Regions from separate parts of the Mus musculus genome. Here region 1 is linked to region 2. The links are chromatin contacts, called in public HiChIP or PLAC-seq maps. All regions are on one chromosome and are shown on one strand. The core of a region is the stretch at or near the end of the contact, and the rest is flanking DNA. Distances in the headings are between cores, read along the strand shown. Region 1 overlaps Rufy2 (RUN and FYVE domain-containing 2). Region 2 holds the start of Dna2 (DNA replication helicase/nuclease 2).

Region 1 (3,415 bases), core at 670-3,169, 56 kb after region 2:
CTCCTGGTAGCCCTGGCCTTGAATTTACATTGCCTGCCTCTATCTCATTCAAAATGTTTTAAAATGCAAACCCCCAACCCCCACCCCCAGATAGGATTCCTCTGGCTGTCCTAGGACTCACCCTATAGACCAGGCTGGCCTCAAACAGAGATCCGCCTTTCTCTGCCTCCTGAGTGCTAGGATAAAGGCATAAGCCACCATGCTCAGCCTGTTTTTTTATCAATCACATTGAAGTATGAAAGGTTTTTTTGTTGTATTATTGTGAGTGGGCTGTGTATGTGCCTTGGGGCATGTGTGGAAGTCAGAGGACAGTTTCAAGAGTAACCCCTCCTTCTATCAAATGGGCTCCATAGGTCTACTCCACAGGTCAGCTATGTGGATCTTCTGAGCCCCTGTTTGGTGCATACAGTATTTTGGTTATTTTTGAGAGGGACTGATGCCTAAGCTGGCCTCAGTGCCCCTGTGTAGTGAGGCTGGTATTGAACCCATAATCCTCCTCTGTCTGCCTCCTGAGTGCTAGGATTCCAAGGCAAACGAAACTATACTTAGCCTAATGTTTAGGTTTCAAAATCAAAATCACCATAGTTGTTTTGTTTTTATAAATAGGGCTCTGAAGATGGCTTGAAAGAAAAAAATGAAATAATTGCCCGACTAGAAGAAAAGACCAATAAGATCACTACAGCCATGAGGCAGCTGGAGCAAAGGTAGGACCCTCACATGAGTCTCTCCTTCTCCTTCCTTTCTCCCTCTGACACCTGCCACGGAGTTGTTAGAAAGACCTCACCCAGGGCCTGTGTCTGCCAAGGCCAAGCCAGGCCTTGTCTTTTTGTTTTGGTTGCTGCATGGAACCAAGTTGCTTTACTTAGGGCGATTCATTTGAAGTTGCCTTTTTGGAGATAATTTAAAGGCACAATATCTGTAGTTTCTTGTCATTTCGTCTGTGACATAAAACAAAGACTTGAAAAACTGAACTGGGGCCGGCTCAGAGGGCCTGCCCCCTGAAGGAGCTGCCCCATCCCTCGACCGTGGCTGTCTCCTCTCTGAAAGCGGCATGCGTTAACAGGAAGCTGCTTCCCCAAGGCAGGCTCTCTTGTCAGTGGAGCGCTGTATCCTGGCCTTTCATTTTACTGTTGGAAAACCTTCTGTCCCCATTGCCCTGTCACGTTGAGTCAACATGTGTCACCATTGCTTTCTTTGAACTTAGGGAAAACATAACTACTGATGCTTTATGACACAAATATTCTTTTATTGACATCCTCTTTCTTCTTTTTTCTTCTTTCTTTTCGTTGTTTTCTTTATCCCCACTTTTACATTTGGACATCTTTATTACCGTTTCTTGTCTTTGATTTCTGTCCATTCCATTATGAAGCGACAACGACTTGTTAACTCAGACTAGGACAATTGCAGTGTCATTGGTGAAAAGTGCTAGTAGTGACCCTCAGGACCAGTACAAGCTGGTCAAAGACATCTCCTTCTGAAGCCCACTCCAAGAGCAGAACCCATACTCACATGTTAAATGGAAAAGCATTTATGCTATCTCATATGTCCAGGCTGCAGGGACCCTCCATGGCTGCTGTGAGACACGGCGGGCGCCCTGGCGGGCTCCTCACGTGCACTCCTCAGCCTTGTGCACAAGGGCAGATCTGAGTCCCACCTTCGAGGATGGCAAGACTTTTTCAAAGTTCTATCTTTTTAGCTACCTTTCGATGGAAGCTAGAAACCTTTGTTTTCAAGCTGTGTTGGCACAGATAAAACATATACCCACACCCGCTGGCATACTCTGCCTAATGGCTCCTGATTTTTAAGTTTTTAAAGCAGTTCTCAAACCAGGCTGGCCACTGCCCTGGGCTTTAGCACCTCCGTTTTCTAATCCTCCCGCCCTCTTGTGATAGCACAACTGCAGGCCTACCTCACTTACTTTACTTCCTGTAACCTTAGAAGAGAGCCGAGTCCAGCCCTACCGCCTTAATCCTTTCGTTTCAATGTAGACCTAGAGGTAACTGACTCCCTCTCCTTTCTCGGAGGCTTTTATACTCGCAGTGTGTGTGGCCTTATTTAGGGTGTTGGAGGCAGATATGAAGATACAAGAGTTCTCTTGTGACTTCCTGTGAAGAGTTAGTGTCCCTTGAGTTCTGGGAAATATTTTCTTATAAAATATTGAAGATAAACCTCAAATCTTGATGGCCAAGGGAGGCAAGGAGTGTAGCTGGGCCTGGGGACAAACAGTGACTTAAATACGAACAGGGAAAGGTGACATAGTAAGCTATTCTTTAAGATTCAAGCAAAGAATAAAAATTGTATTGCTGGAGATGATGTGACAGTTACAGAGGACAGGACCTGGGTTCACTTCCCAGCACCCACATGGTGTGGTTTCCAGTTCCAGTCCCATGGGATCTGACACCTGCTTCTGACCTCCGTGGGCACCAAGCATATATGTGGTGCATAGACATACATGCAAGCAAAACATTCATAAATGTAAAATAACTATCTTAAAAAATTCTCTCTAGGGAATGCCAAGCACTAAATATTTTTGAATCTTAAAAATATACATATACACACATAAATATACAGCTTTGCATAGTTAAGCAACCGTACAGAGCTCTGATGGAAGACTCCATCCCTGAGAACTGTAGCTGTTGCTCTTTGCTCTTGGCCTTGCAGTGCACTTGATTCCTGGCACACACATCTTAGCATCACATACAGCAGGTGTGTTCTGCACTTACTAGAGACTCAAGCTCACGGCTTTGTAAAAAGGCAGTATCGTACCTAGCCATATTTGAGATTGAAATCATCCTCCAACAGTAAAAAACTGTATTGCTTTGCATTAATTATGAACAAGAAATAAAGCAAATTTAAAGATAGTTTTCTGGGCATATTATATCTTATGTTGAAAAAAAAAAAGCACAAAACAATTTCTAGACATTGTGTGGCTCTTTCACGTTTGAGTTTGTGAGTTCTCCCCCAAACTTTGTTTTCATTTAGAAATGTTTCTATTTCCCCATTTTTCTTTTGTCTTCTTCACCCTTTTACACCCTAGTTCTAGCCTCAGTTTTACCCAAAGTTGATTTGAATTACACCAGATTGCAGCAAGCAGAGAAGGCGCAAAAGGAAGCAGAAGCCGAGGATGAGAAATATGCCCAGGAGTGTCTGAGCCAATCCGACAGTCTGCAGAGACAGATCTCGCAGAAGGAGCAACAGCTGTGAGTGCTTGGTCGTGAGATCAAATTCTTGTACTAACACGGTCTCCACTAGCCAGTACAGTACAAGTACCTAAAGAAGGTGTGTGGGATGCTTGTGATGGCTCGGTATGGAAACGCAGTTACCAGCAAGCCCGAGTTCAGCTTCCAGGCCCTATGTGGTGGATGGAGAGACAATGACTCCTTAGGGTGTCCTCCTGCACACGTCTCAGTTCCTC
Region 2 (3,407 bases), core at 824-3,323:
CCTTAGTCCTACCATACTTTCCAAACTCTGCATTGTAATTGTGGTTACTGAGGGGGAGGGGCTGGAATCGAACCCAGGGCCTTTGCATGCCAAGCACATGTACCCACTAGGCCACATCCCCAGCCTGCCAGCGCCATGCCACTGAGCTATGTCACTGGCCTCTTCCTTTCTTAGGATGGTGCTGGGGATCACATTCATGCATGCTGATTGTGTAATCGCACACTGCCAATGGTCCACACCCCAGCCCGCTAACCCCGCTCGTTATTTCCCCTCCCACTCTGTCCCTTCTCTACTTGTTCTGGGGAGTAAACTCAGGGTCTCTCTGCCTATCTTGCTAGATAAGCGCTCTACCTCTGAACTACATCTCCAGCCTTCTAACATTGTGTAATGTTATTTAAATCAGCTGACTTCCTTTTATTGTAGCAGAATGAGAACTGAAAATGTAAGGTCTGTGAAACAGAGCCAGCAACAAAGTAGTGTTCTTATTATGTTTCTTCTCAGAATTCTCTCCAGTGGGTAAAAAGACACCTTTCCGTCTAGTGGTTTGAGAAGCACTTCCTTCCTTGCGCTCTTTCTTTCTAACTCTCTTTGGGGATTGAGTCCAGGACGTTGTACATGGCAGGCATGATGAGATCCCATCAGAAAGTCAGCTGTACACTGAGGTATATCCCCAGTTGTCCTTCCTTCTCAATAAAATTACTGTTGTATTTGAAAGGAGATTGTCAACAAATGAAGAAAGTCCCAGGTCTTGTTCAAATGCTATTACCATGAACTTTGATTATCATGCCACTGCGTTTCCCAGAGGCAGTTATGATAAAGATTAAATATCTTTGCCCTTAAAAGGAGAGTAGCATTGTAGATGCTTGTCTAAAATAACTTGGTATGTACTAGGAAATGTAAATGGACCATCAATTTAGATGAAGCAATGTTTCTGAGGTATTATGTCAAGATATAAGTTCTTCCATGTAATGTAATTTTAGTGTGTCATAGTCCGAAGCGTAAATATAAACCACATTTTGATTGTTACATTTTAAAAAGGTTGTTTAGAATATAAGAATTCTGATCATTGTGTTTAGAACACTTTTTGTTGTAAGCATGACCCATGGAGTAGAAGCATCAAGCCTTCTCTAGAGGTAGTTATTTGTAGAACTGATGTGATTTTTAAAACATTAAAATTAAGCTGCAAATGTTATTTCTGCATTTTTTCATGTATATAAATATTTCTTGTCACATCTTGGAAAAAATTGGATGAATTAGTTTCATTTTTATAATCTTTACTTTAAAAATAAAAATGTATCATGTGATTTGTAAATGTACCAGGAGTGGGGATAAGTCTGTTTATAAAACTCTTTTGTATATTTTAATTTCTGGACTACATTGTAGCTAATTATTCCATTCAATCTTAAGGTAATTTAAATCTATAAAATAAATATCGCAATTATATTATCAATAAAGAGAACTGAAGATATTTTCTAAAATAAGAAATTGCCTTCTATGTCTGTTATAGAATCCATATGATATTAAAAGTAATTTTTTATCCTTGTTTTGATGGCTTGGTTTTTTTTGTTTGTTTGTTTGTTTTTTTGAGACAGGGTTTCTCTGTGTAGCCCTGGCTGTCCTGGAACTCACTCTGTAGACCAAGGCTGGCCTCGAACTCAGAAATCCGCCTGCCTCTGCCTCTGAAGTGTTTGGATTAAAGGCGCGCGCCACCACGCCCGGCTTAGATTTACTTTTTAAAAAATTTATTTTGTTTGTGTGTGTGTTTGTGAGTACTATGCACTATGTGCATGAGGATGCCTTTCCAGGCCAGAGGGTGGGAGGCATCAGATCCCTGCAACAAGACAGGTTCGTAGTGGAAATTCAGCTGCATCTCCCGCTCTCCTGCTCTGAAAAGCCCGAGACGGGGGATTGCTATGAGACGCGTGCAGTTGCGCGGCAGCCCAGCAGGTTCATGCAGGCATCCGGTCCTGGAGTGGAGACGGCGGAAAAGCGCCTCCGGTCCGGCGCTGTGCTTCCCGGCGCGGAGAGCGCGGGAGCCGCTGGCGCGCGGGGCGCCTGCTGCGCATGCGCAGCGAGCTGGCGCTTCTCTAGCGCCGCGAGTTACGGCTGCCCGCTCTCCCGGCGGGCTTCGGCAGGAATGGAGCCGCTGGACGAGCTGGACCTGCTGCTGCTGGAAGAGGACGGCGGAGCGGAGGCCGTGCCGCGGGTGGAGCTGTGAGCCTGCGGGAGGGCGGCGGGCGCGAGCGGGACCTGCGCGGTTTTCCCGGGTGTTAGCTGGAGGGTGATCGTCGGCCAGTCTTAATTGGGACCTGAGCTTGCTGGTGTAGCCCGCTGCTTTTTCACACGTCAGCCCACCCCTGTCATTGATACTTTGGATTTGATTTTGTCTTATTTGCATGTGCGGAAGACCCGCTTGTGGCGGTCGGAGGAGCACCCGTGCTAGTTATTTTCTTTCACGTGGGACGTCGGGGTCAAACTCCGGGCTGAAGGCTTGCCAGGAATCGCCTTTAGTCAGACGACCCAGTGTTCGTTCGTTCTTTCTTTCTTTCTTTCTTTCTTTCTTTCTTTCTTTCTTTCTTTCTTTCTCTCTCTCTCTCTCTCTCTCTCTCTCTCTCTCTCTCTCTCTCTCTCTCTTTCTTTCTCTTTTTTGGTTTTTTGAGACAGGGTTTCTCTGTGTAGCCCTGGCTGTCCTTGAACTCACTTTGTAGACCAGGCTGGCCTCGAACTCAGAAATCCGCCGGCCTCTGCCTCCGGAGTGCTGGGATCAAAGGCGTGCGCCACCACGCCCGGCTTTTATTTATTTTTAAATTTACTTAAGTGTACATATGCAAGTGCCTGAGTTTAGAGGCATCTCCTGGCGCTCGTGCCATCCCTTCAATATATCTTTTAAGAGCTCCTGGAGGTGTTACACCCGGTATACAGTAGGTCCAAGCCCTCTAATGCCATAAAGATTAGTATGATTGGCAGCTCCTGGCAGCAATTGCAGTGAACCTTTCATGCTGCTTCCCGCGTCCCTCTTTTTTCCTTCAAGCAGTAGTTGGGCGGACCAGGTACAGCAAGCAGGTGCTGTGCCACTGAACATTGTCATGCCCAGCACAGCAGGTGCTATGCCACTGAACTTTGGCATGCCCAGTATATCAGTTATCTGGAAAATGGACAGGACTAGCTCTCTTTAGTTGTACTTCCTAATTGCTTTCGACTGTGGTAGAAGCCCTTTTTGGTATTTTCCAGTTTTTGAGGTAGCCCAGGCTAGCCTCGAGCTGAGATGTGTAGCCAGCCCAGGACGGCTTTGACCTTCTGATCTCTGATCCTCTTTTTTTCCACTTCCCAAGTGTTTGTTTTGTTGCTGTTGTTTTATACAGGGTCTCATTTTGTAGACCAGGCTAACCTTGTGTGGTTAGGAGGTA

The links. HiChIP or PLAC-seq counts read pairs in DNA pulled down with a chosen protein or histone mark.
Region 1: a contact with region 2 is called in an H3K4me3 HiChIP or PLAC-seq map of the 230-238 cell line, with 27 read pairs. The contact joins the enhancer-like site here to the promoter of Dna2 in region 2. A contact is called at or near these places in 6 of 39 promoter capture datasets (embryonic stem cells, fetal liver, frontonasal cranial neural crest and 2 more), 3 of 484 Hi-C or Micro-C datasets (3T3-L1-derived adipocytes, embryonic stem cells and epiblasts), 3 of 115 datasets of contacts at active chromatin or transcription factors (the 230-238 cell line and embryonic stem cells) and 3 of 9 other capture datasets (adipose tissue, liver and pancreatic islet).

What each region holds. Positions count from the first base shown.
Region 1 is chr10:63,001,577-63,004,991 of GRCm38.p6, forward strand. It overlaps Rufy2 (RUN and FYVE domain-containing 2), which reads left to right. Exons shown (of 18, transcript NM_027425.4): 12 at 607-704; 13 at 3,081-3,200. Among named protein-coding and RNA genes, the nearest start is that of Hnrnph3, 21 kb to the right of the region's middle. Within about 2 kb of position 1,920, at least 12 of the 459 cell types and tissues checked have an H3K27ac peak or open chromatin away from gene starts, as enhancers often do. A contact at or near this core is called in the 230-238 cell line, where this site is marked.
Region 2 is chr10:62,944,956-62,948,362 of GRCm38.p6, forward strand. Dna2 (DNA replication helicase/nuclease 2) reads left to right here and starts at 2,074. Exons shown (of 21, transcript NM_177372.3): 1 at 2,074-2,214. The coding sequence starts at 2,138. Slc25a16 (solute carrier family 25 (mitochondrial carrier, Graves disease autoantigen), member 16) reads left to right here. Exons shown (of 9, transcript NM_175194.2): 9 at 1-1,539.